Linked DNA regions of Pan troglodytes: region 2 is linked to region 1. The links are chromatin contacts, called in public Hi-C maps. All regions are on one chromosome and are shown on one strand. The core of a region is the stretch at or near the end of the contact, and the rest is flanking DNA. Distances in the headings are between cores, read along the strand shown.

What was found. Hi-C and Micro-C count contacts between places; a contact is called where the count stands out from the background.
Region 2: a Hi-C map of stem cell-derived neural progenitor cells shows a contact between it and region 1, with 2.6 times the contacts expected there. The contact joins the promoter of HGFAC here to the promoter of MSANTD1 in region 1. A contact is called at or near these places in 2 of 7 Hi-C or Micro-C datasets (induced pluripotent stem cells and stem cell-derived neural progenitor cells).

What each region holds. Positions count from the first base shown.
Region 1 is chr3:3,639,095-3,643,729 of NHGRI_mPanTro3-v2.0_pri, reverse strand. It overlaps MSANTD1 (Myb/SANT DNA binding domain containing 1), which reads right to left and starts at 1,855. Exons shown (of 4, transcript XM_009447265.5): 1 at 1,422-1,855. The coding sequence starts at 1,741. It overlaps LOC129143677 (a long non-coding RNA gene), which reads left to right and starts at 1,713. Exons shown (of 3, transcript XR_008547411.1): 1 at 1,713-2,116; 2 at 2,354-2,495.
Region 2 is chr3:3,835,721-3,840,355 of NHGRI_mPanTro3-v2.0_pri, reverse strand. HGFAC (HGF activator) reads right to left here and starts at 2,352. Exons shown (of 14, transcript XM_001174601.7): 1 at 2,186-2,352; 2 at 1,392-1,572; 3 at 1,158-1,254; 4 at 884-963; 5 at 143-265. The coding sequence starts at 2,302. RGS12 (regulator of G protein signaling 12) reads right to left here. Exons shown (of 18, transcript XM_063808595.1): 18 at 4,248-4,635. The coding sequence ends at 4,472.

The sequences.
Region 1 (4,635 bases), core at 606-3,105:
AGAAAAAATCAAATCAACGCAACTGAAAGCGGAGACCCCACAGACTGGCGGTCTGTCCGGGGCCTTGCTGGGCCTCTTCCCCGCTCCCACTAGGGCCGGGGACTGGGGGTCCCCTTCTGCTGTGCTGGAGGCCGGCTCCTCGCCTGCGGGGGGCAGTGGGGGTAGCCTCTCCCACAAGTGGCTCAGGTGCTCTCAGCCTCTCTGCCCCAGGCTCACCTGCCTGACCCGGAGGTGGAGCAGCTGAGTGAGGCCACTCCCATCCTGGAAGCTGACAGGCTCTCCGGCAGCCCCAGGCCCAGCCCTGTCCAGGCCGCCCACAGGGCCGGGTGCTCTCTGCTGCCATTCTCCCCCTGCAGCTTCCAGCTCTTGCTGCCACGCTCGCTCCGTGCAAGACCCTCCCCACACCCAAAACCATCACCCCACACCTGTGACCTTCACCGCATACCTATGACCTTCACACCCTGCAAGACCCTCACCGCACCTGTGACCTTGCCTGTGCCTGAGACCTTCACCCCACCATGACCCCTGCCCACCCGGGACCCTGTCCTAATGGGCTGGGGACCCACGCACTTTAAGATGCTGGGTGTGTGGGACCACACCTGTCCCCTCCTAGACGCCAACACCTCCCTGGCCGGGTGGTCCCCTCCGGCCTTCCCTGCAGGTTGCCGGGGCAGGAAGGGCCCACCTGCCATGTGGCAGGAGCAGAGGTGGGGCCAGGCCGGGAGCCCCCACACTGGGAGTCCTGGGCCAGGGCAGGCCCCCACCTCTTTCTTCTTCGCACAGTAAGCGCCACCCATGCGCTGGCCGGTCCTGCACCTCACCTGGTGATTTCTGGAAATACCCCACCGTGACCCTAGGGCCAGCCCCAGTGGGGCTCACGGGCTCATGGCAGAGGCTCAGTGGATGCTCCAAGTCGCAGAGCACTGAGCCTCCTTCTCACTTGCAGTCTCAATTTCCCCAATGACACAGTAGGCCCCTGAAACCCCTGCTGAGCTTGGGAGCTTGGTGGTGGGGAGGGCACTGGCAGCCGCCGCCTCCCTATGGGGAAGGAGGGTGTGAGGTCAGTGGGCACCACCATGAGTGTTGCTGCCTCCGAGGGACAGTGCCCAGACCGCCCATACGTCCTGGGAGCCATCCTGGCCTCTGCCCAGCACCAGCCCCACCCCTGCTACCCCTCAGCTCTTAGACTGGTTTCCTGCCCTTGCTGGGCCTCAGTTTCCCCACTTCCCCAATGGAAGGCTGCACACACGGTTTCCGTGGGCCCCGTCTCGCCCCGTGGGGTTCTGCCCATACCCGGCCAGAGGAGACCGACAGGCAGGACGCACACATCGTCCCGACTCAGAGCTCCAAGAAAGTCAGGAGCGGCCCGCCACGCCCGGGCCCGCCCGTCCTGGTGGGGCCCACACTGCGCGCTCGCCCACCTGTACTGGAAGGTCATGTTGGTGATCTTGATCTTGATCTCCTCGCCCAGCCTGCGCTCGCCGGTCATCTCGAAGAGCTTGCTGGCCATCTTCTCGTACACCTTGGCGTTGCGCTTGGTCTGCTTGAGCTCGTCGAAGAACTCCTCCCAGACCAGCATGAGGCCGCGCATCTCGGCGTCCGTCCAGTTGCGGGCCCGCCGGTGCTTCTCCGCCTGGGGAGACACGAGGTAGCCGGGCCCCTCGGCCGCCGCCATGCCGGAGGCGCCTGTGGGGTGAGAGAGCGCGCTCAGCGAGGGCCCCGGCCCGGCCCCACGCACCATGGGCGGGAGGCGCCGCTCACGCTCGCTCGAAGGCAGCTCCACGCTCAAAATGGGGCCTACATCTGACAGGCAGGAATTTAGTTAAAAGCTTTTAAACGGGAAACGTCATTTTGATGTCACGTTTCCATAGCAACAGAGCAACTGCATAAGCTACAACAACAGAAACCTTTTAACTGAAAGCACGGGAATCAGGGCCGCACTGACGGGCCATCAATATTGCAGCGAGCGGGCCAGGCCCAAACCCAGCGGCCCGGCTCCCGGCCCTGCCTCTCACCGCCGCCCAGGCAGATCGGCCCCCAGTTCAGTGCCGCCCCGGCTCACGCAGGCCAAGAGGGGGCCTCGGGTGGGAACAGGCAAGGAGAAAGGGGGCAAAAGGTGGGAGAAACAAGAGAGGACGGGAGACGGGGAGGCTGAGTCCCCCAACACTGGTCACTGGCCCTGGTGGGGGTCCTGGGCTGTGGGACCCTTTAGCTCCCTCAGAAGGCCCCTGCCAGGCTGAACTGGGGCTGGGCCCCGGGGCTCCTGGGTGTCCTGGTCCTGGGGTCCTCGGGCTGGGCCCTCACAAGAACCCCAAACCCCCACCCTTGGCTCCTTTTGCTTCTCTTGCTCCAGCCCCCAGGAGCCCTGGGCCTTAGGTCTGTGGACACTGGAAGCCCGGGTTGGTCAGAGCCAGGCCCTGCCCAGAGGTGCAGACACAGGGTACACAGACACGGGCCTCTGGCACCGGCCGGTGAGGACAGCAGTGATGGCAAAGGTGAGCTCTGTTTGAGACACAGGAGGGAATCAGCCCAGCAAGCCAGGGGGAGGCCACAGGGCACTCCTGGGAAGAGCCACGGGCATGGCAGGGCACAGTCTGGGTACGCAGGGAGCTGATGGGCAGCCAGATTCGGCACAGCGTGCGGAGACGGGGCTCGAGGCCCAGCCTGCGGGGCAGGCCCCTGTGGGGCTGAGGGACTGAGATGCCCCCAGGCTGGCCGGAGGACCACAGCCTGCCGAGAGCCCCAGATGCTGCGGAACCGGAGCGGTGGCCTGGGGGTTCTGCCCGGAGAAGTGCCGCCCAAGGGCATCGGCACCTGAAACGTAACACATGCATGTCAGGCAGGGCTCTGTGGAGCCCACGGCACCTGTGCAGCATGGACCATGCTGGGCACGGTGCCCAGGCTAAATGCCACTGTGGTCAGCAGAGGGACAGCAGGCACCCCCCTGCCCTCCTCAGGCCTGACCAACTGCAGGAGACTCTCAGGTGTGGGCTGCCCCAGGAAGGGCAGCTGAGCCTGGAATGAGGAGGCATCTCGGCCTCTGCCCGCTGCCCCTGCTGTCCTCTGAGGCACCTTGGAGGTGGGACCGAGGCTCTCAGGGGAAGGACAGGGCAGGGGCATGGCGGGGGTGCCCAGCCCCACTGTGGGTGCCCAGGATAGGGAAGGCGAACTGGGGCTCCCTCTTGCCCGCAGTCAGGATAGGAAGTGTATGGGGAGGGCCCCAGGGATGTGTAAGGAACTCAGAGGGGTCTCTGCACCCCCTACACTGGGTCCCTGGTCAAGGCCTGGCCCTACCATCAGCCCCATGAGACTAGTCCAGCCCCTTCCATCTGGGCCTCAGGAGACATCATCCCTACTGCCTGGCACTGGGGCATGGGAGGGGGCCCACAAGGTCTCTACTCTACTAAGGTCAGCCCTCCGTGCTGGGGGCTGGCACAGAGAGCTCTGTGGAGTGCCTGCAGATGAAGGAGTGACTAGAAGGCCCACCTCCTCTAGGAAGCCCTGGCTCCTCAGGAACAGGGTTCGGCCCTCCCCGGTGAGGTCAGGGACCGGTCCGAATGCCCTTTCCGTAGCCATGACTCCAAGGGCAGAGGTGGGGCTGGCTCCCAGCATCTCTTGGCATCTCCCGGCACAAGGGGTAAGCAGAAAGGCATGGGGTCCCAGCAGTGGTTCTGGGTGCAGCTCTAGCGACTCAGCATGGACCTTAGTCATGTCCTCCCCACTAACCTGTTTCCTCACCTCCACAACAGGAGTAACAGGATCTGACTATATCACCCAGCATGGTGCTGGCTAAGGGAGCACAGCCCTCCCAGAACCCTGGGGAGGTCATGGGGCCCCTACGTGCCCTCTACCCCCTTCCACAAATCCACCTTGGAGCTGCTGGGGACGGCGTCAGGCCTACTGTCCTGGCTGAAGGGGCAGCTGCTGGCCAGTGGACACCACCACTACTGCCGGGGGCCCCCACCTGACGGCTCTAGAGGAGGCACCTACACCCCTGCCTGCCCGAGTTCCAGTGGGCGCAGGGAGGCAGGGCCCTGCCTGGCAGGGTGCCACCCCACACCCACACCATCCTCCAGGCAGCATTCCCAGGGTAAAAGGCTCAACTCCAACCCTCTCTTCCCAGGCTCAGTGCACATGGGAGGCCCTGGACAGGGCAAGCTCCATGGCCTTTCCCGAGGCAGAGCCCTCACACTGACCTCCAATGTGAGGACAAGAACCGGGCAGGCAGCAGATGGCAGCGCCAGGCACCCAGCTGCTCCTGCCTGGAAGGGTCCCCACATCTGTCCCCTGCTGGGGAGGGGCTCGTACCTTGGCAAAGCTGCATGGCCTGCTGGGACCCTCAGTCGCTACGGGGACTCCTAGGGCCAGAGGCTGGTCAACCAGCAGCACCCGAGGGAGAAGGGGCAGGTCAGGCCTCAGCAGGAGCTGTCCCTGGTGCAGACCTGGGACATGGGCGGGGCCCTGCTGGGCTCAGGCTAGAAGCATGCTCCCTAGGCCTCCATCCCTTCTAAATAATGAGGCTGGGCCCAACTAGACTCTCATCCCGCTCAGTATTTCTGGGTGGATTTTCTGCCCTGCCTGACAGGCCAGCAGGACATGGGGACTGACCAAGGGTGGGGGCAGCAGGGCTCCCAA
Region 2 (4,635 bases), core at 1,103-3,602, 200 kb before region 1:
GTGCACAGTAAGCCCTCACACCCTGCCACCTGCTGTCCCCGTGCGGGGCCCCTGCCCTGCACTCGGGAGCCACCTGTTCTCCCATCCTCCGGGGACTTGCTCCGGCCCCTGGACCCCTGCGGACCTCCGAGGCCCAGCTCACCTGTGCCGCAGTCCTTGCCGGTGAAGGCCCGGGGGCAGCTGCAGTGATAGGACTGGGGGTCCTGGGTACTGGAGCAGGAGCCTCCATTGAGGCAGGGGCCGGAGGCACAGGGATCCAGGGCAGCTGGGGACATGCGGGAGGGGATGTGAGGGGCGGACTGGGAGGCTCAGGGTCCCTCTGTGACATTCTCTGCTTGCTAAGGCCTCCATCAGGCCCCAGTGAGGGGCTCTGAGAGCAAAGGGGCCCTCTCTACGCCCCTCGGGGTGCAAGGTCCCTGGGAGGGGCACAGACCTCCCCTTCCTCCCAGCGTCCCCCACTCAACACCTGGGCCACTGGCCCAGCTGTGCACGTGGCTTCCTGGAAGCCTGACACCCACACTGTCAGGCAGCAGACCCCTCCCATGTGTCCCAGGACCCATGTGAGCAGGGCGGCTGGCACTGCACCCCACAGACCCTGCCCACGTGTCCCCTGCCTGGGGCACGCCTGTGTGGCTGCAGGGCCCGGCCTCACCACCAGGCGGCGCCTTGGCCCCAGCGATGGCCGCGCAGCCACCATGAGACGCAGGTCCCGCCTGGGAGAGGCTCTGGCCCTAAGTGGCACCCACCGGGGTTAATCCCAGGGCTCCTCTTCTGCTCCCCTCCAGCCAGGACCCCTGCCCGGGTCCGCCCCATCCTCCCCTTGGCCCTTCTGGCCTGGCCCAGTGCCCCCTGCCCGCCCCAGGCTACCCAACCCAGCACCCACCTGGGCCCCCTGGAGGCGGGGTGGCCTCCACACAGTAGCCCCAGGCCCTGTCCCGGTCGTAGTTGTGAGTTGTGGCACACCTGGGGGGCGACACCTGCGTGCATGGGGGTCCCAGGCAGAGGCCCCCCACCCCACCCCACCACCCTGGAGGGTCTCTGGGTTCACTGGGTCCGCCTGCTGCGTGGTGAGCGCCTACTGTGTGCCCGGCTCCCAGAAAAGCAGGCAGCGTGGGGCAGGTGACCCCAGCTCGGGTGCCCCGGCTGCCCGGACCCACCACTTCCTGTGTGCACTGCCCTCCGAAGTGCAGGCGTGCAGCATGCGGCCCCCGTAGCGGAAGGGGAACCTGCAGGGCCTCCCGTCCTCGGTGAGTGCTGTGGGGAGGGGGTGGCAGGGTCAGGGCTCCCTCGAGGGGCACCCGAGCTCCTCAGGACCTCCAGCCGCAGCCATGCTCCTCCCACCCAGCCCTAAGGTGAAGCACGACACCTCCTCCCAGGCCCACCTGACCCACCTTGGGCCTGGGGGCTACTGCTCGAGGGAACTGCCCTGGGCGGGGGCGGGAGTCCCCCACTTTGGGGTCCCTCTGCCTCTGGAGCACTTGTTGCTGGGGTCTCAGAGGTCACAGAGGTCACCAGGATAGTGGGGATCGCAGGGGTCACTGTGGCATTAGGTTCTGGGGACTCCGTACGGTTCTAGGAGGAGCAGAAAGGGTGTCAGTGTGGGACAGACCCTCACACTCAGGTCCTGCCGGGCAGGAGGTCATAGCCCTGAGCCTGTTTCCATACTGGGGCCCCCAGATCTCGGAGCAGGTTCCAGGAGGACACACGACATTCCTGAGGCCTCAGCCAGGCCCTGACACCTTCCCCGCCCTCGGCCCCTAGTTAACACCTGCTCAGGGTCACTGCCCAGGCCCAGGCACTGCTACCCACCAAGCTTAAACCCTGACGTCAGTTTTTGGTGATGGGAGCAGCTAGGAGGCCCTGGGAGGTTCCCCCAACCTCACGCATCCAGACCCAACAGAGGTCCAGAGAGAGGGGGCAGCCCCCAGACCCATAGGGGCCCAGGCCAGGCCGCACAGGGATGACAGCCCCCAGGTGGGGCTCCGTGAGCCCAGGCCCCAGCCTCCAAGGCCAGTCCAGCACCCACCTGCCCTGTGAGGGCCAGCTTTCAACGTAAGCCCCCTGCCCGGACCCCCGCCCCCTCAAATCCCCACGCTCTGCAGCGACCCTCCCTCTGGCCTCCTCCCAAGGACCCCAAGTAGCCACTGGGAACCTCTGGTCGCACTGCGACAAGGTCAGTGCTCACCCCGCCAGGTTGGGGCTGGAACCCCCGTGGCAGCAGCAGCAGCAGCAGGAGGAGGAGGAGGAAGGGGCCCAGCCCCGGTGGGGGGCAGGGGCTGGGGACCCAGGCCCAGCGCCCCATGGCTCCTGAGCTGGCCTGAGGGGCAGTGGGAGGCGGGAGCAGAGCGGCCAAGGCAGGTGGGGTCAAGGCTTCGTGGAAATGATTAACCCTGGCTGCCTCCCACGCCAGGCGGGCCCAGCCGGAGAGGAAGTCCCCGAGTCCCCTGGCCCCCACACCTGCTGCCCACCTCACTTTGACCCTACCTGGAAGCCCAGCTGTCTCTCTGGCCTCGGCCTGCACTGGTCCTAGTCCTAGACCTGACATGGTCCTTGGGCCTCAGCTTAGAAGTCTCCTCCAGGAAGTCTTCCAGGATAATGCAGATAGGTTGGGGCTTAGATGGTCTGGCGCCGCTCCCAGTCCCTGCAGGCCACAGAGCTGGCCACCATCTGCCTGTGAATTGTCCATGATGAGAGCCACTACGGGCGCTGAGCCTTGGAGGTGTCCAGCTCTGTGCCCAGCACAGCACAGACAGTAGCAGTGGGGATGGGATTGTCCCTGTCCCACAGACGGCAGCACTGGGGGCTCCTGGAGGGTTCGGTGCTGCCTCCTCTCGGTGGCCCCAGGGCTGGCCAAAAGGCCAGGCACAGGGAGGAGAGGGGCCACGCAATGGCTGAGTGTAGCACAGGATGACCTGAGATCCTGCCCCACCTGCCTGTTCTGACTCTGGGGGTGGCCAGGGCCCCCCAGCAGCCCCTGGTGATGTTCAGAGTGTCCCTTCCTCCCCGTCTCCCAGACAGACCCAGGAGTCCACTCCAAGAAGCCTTTCCAACCCCAGCTCCCCACCGCCGCCTGGATGGTACAGGCCAAGTCTGTGGCAGCACAACCCTGGGCCAGGTACCCTGGGGCCTGGGATGGAGCTGGAGTCACGGAATTCGTGACTTGGGGCTGTGGGCAGAGCTGCCTGAGGAACCTCTTCTGCAATACTGGAGCAGCCGCTACGGCACCTCGGGTTCCTCCTGAGTCAGCAGCGACATCCCAGGGCTGCCGAGGTGGGAGGAGGGGTGAGTGAACCACTGTGGCCTGGAGACCAGCGAGGGCTGAAGCTGCCTCCCTGTATCCCCTAAAACCCCTCTCTCTGCCCCCCATTTGCCTGTCTGTGCAGAGGGAGAGATAATGGACACCCACTGACCACCCAGCTTGACACCGTGGGCCCCAGGGGGCACAGTGGACATGGAGGCGTGGTGGGCCCTGGGGGCACGGTGAATGGGGGGTTGGGGGTGGGGGGGAGGTCATGGTGGGCCCTGGGGGCAGGATGGATGCGGGCTTGTGGTGGGTCCTGGGGCCACAGCGGGCACCGTGGTGGGTGGTACACACAGCTGGCACTGGGCTTCATCTTCCATTCCGACCCCTCCCCCAGCCCCCTTCCTAGAGCACCACTAAGTGGGGAGCATCCACTCCCTAGAAGCTTCTAGAACAGCCCCAGGGGACTGGCTGTGCTCTCGGGCCTCTAGGATGTTCTGAGGAGCTCACCAACCACCCTGTACCGAGGGTACTCGGCTTTAGGGGTTCCATCAAGGCAACCTGGGGAATGGCCCTGCCTCTTCCGACTCAGCCCAGCCCCCAAGGCCCCGGCCTCCCCTGCAGCCACACCTGGCTCCCTTTCTGTAATCAGACCCTCCTTAGCCCCAGGGCCTTGGCACAGGCCCAGGGCTCTTTCTAGACTTCCTCTGCCGTCCAGTTGCAGTTTACATGGTCCCTCCCTGGAAAGGCCCTCAGACCACCCTGCTAAACAAGGCTGGGGCAGGGTCCCCACGTGACGGCGAGAGCCAGTCTCTGCCATCTGGTCCTGGCCCTCAGGCCCCAGGAGCCAAGCTTCCCTCTCCTCAAAGCCCCCTTGACCTTACCCTGGGGCACTTCTCCTCCTCAGGCCCCTCTGTTTCCTGCATGACCTCCTGGGGATGTGCTCGGAGTCCCCGAGAACAAGGAGTCTGTGTCCCCAGCACCCAGCACCAGGCCGACGCTTGGGTCCTCAGAAATGCTTTATTGGGCAGCAGGAGGCCAGGGCCAGGGAGCCCCATGGCCAGCATGGTGAATGTCCGGGGCCAGTGCCTCCAGCGAGGTCACCCCCTGCCCTCCTGGCTGGGCTCCTGAGGGTGTGGTGGCCAGGGTGGCCCCTCTGAGGCCCACAGAATCCACCTGGGCTGCCCCACCCCGACATGTCCACAGGAGAGTTGGCCAGGCCAGGGCAGCTCAGACGAAGGTGGCGTGGTGTGCGCTGGTCTTGGGCTTAGCAGGCTCACCCGGGACGGGGCCCAAGCCAGGGAGGTCTGACGTAGGAGGCCCACCACTGGCCTGTGACCTCCCAGGGCCAGCCTGTGCCCCCGCTATGCCACCATCCCGCCCGGGCGCCGAGC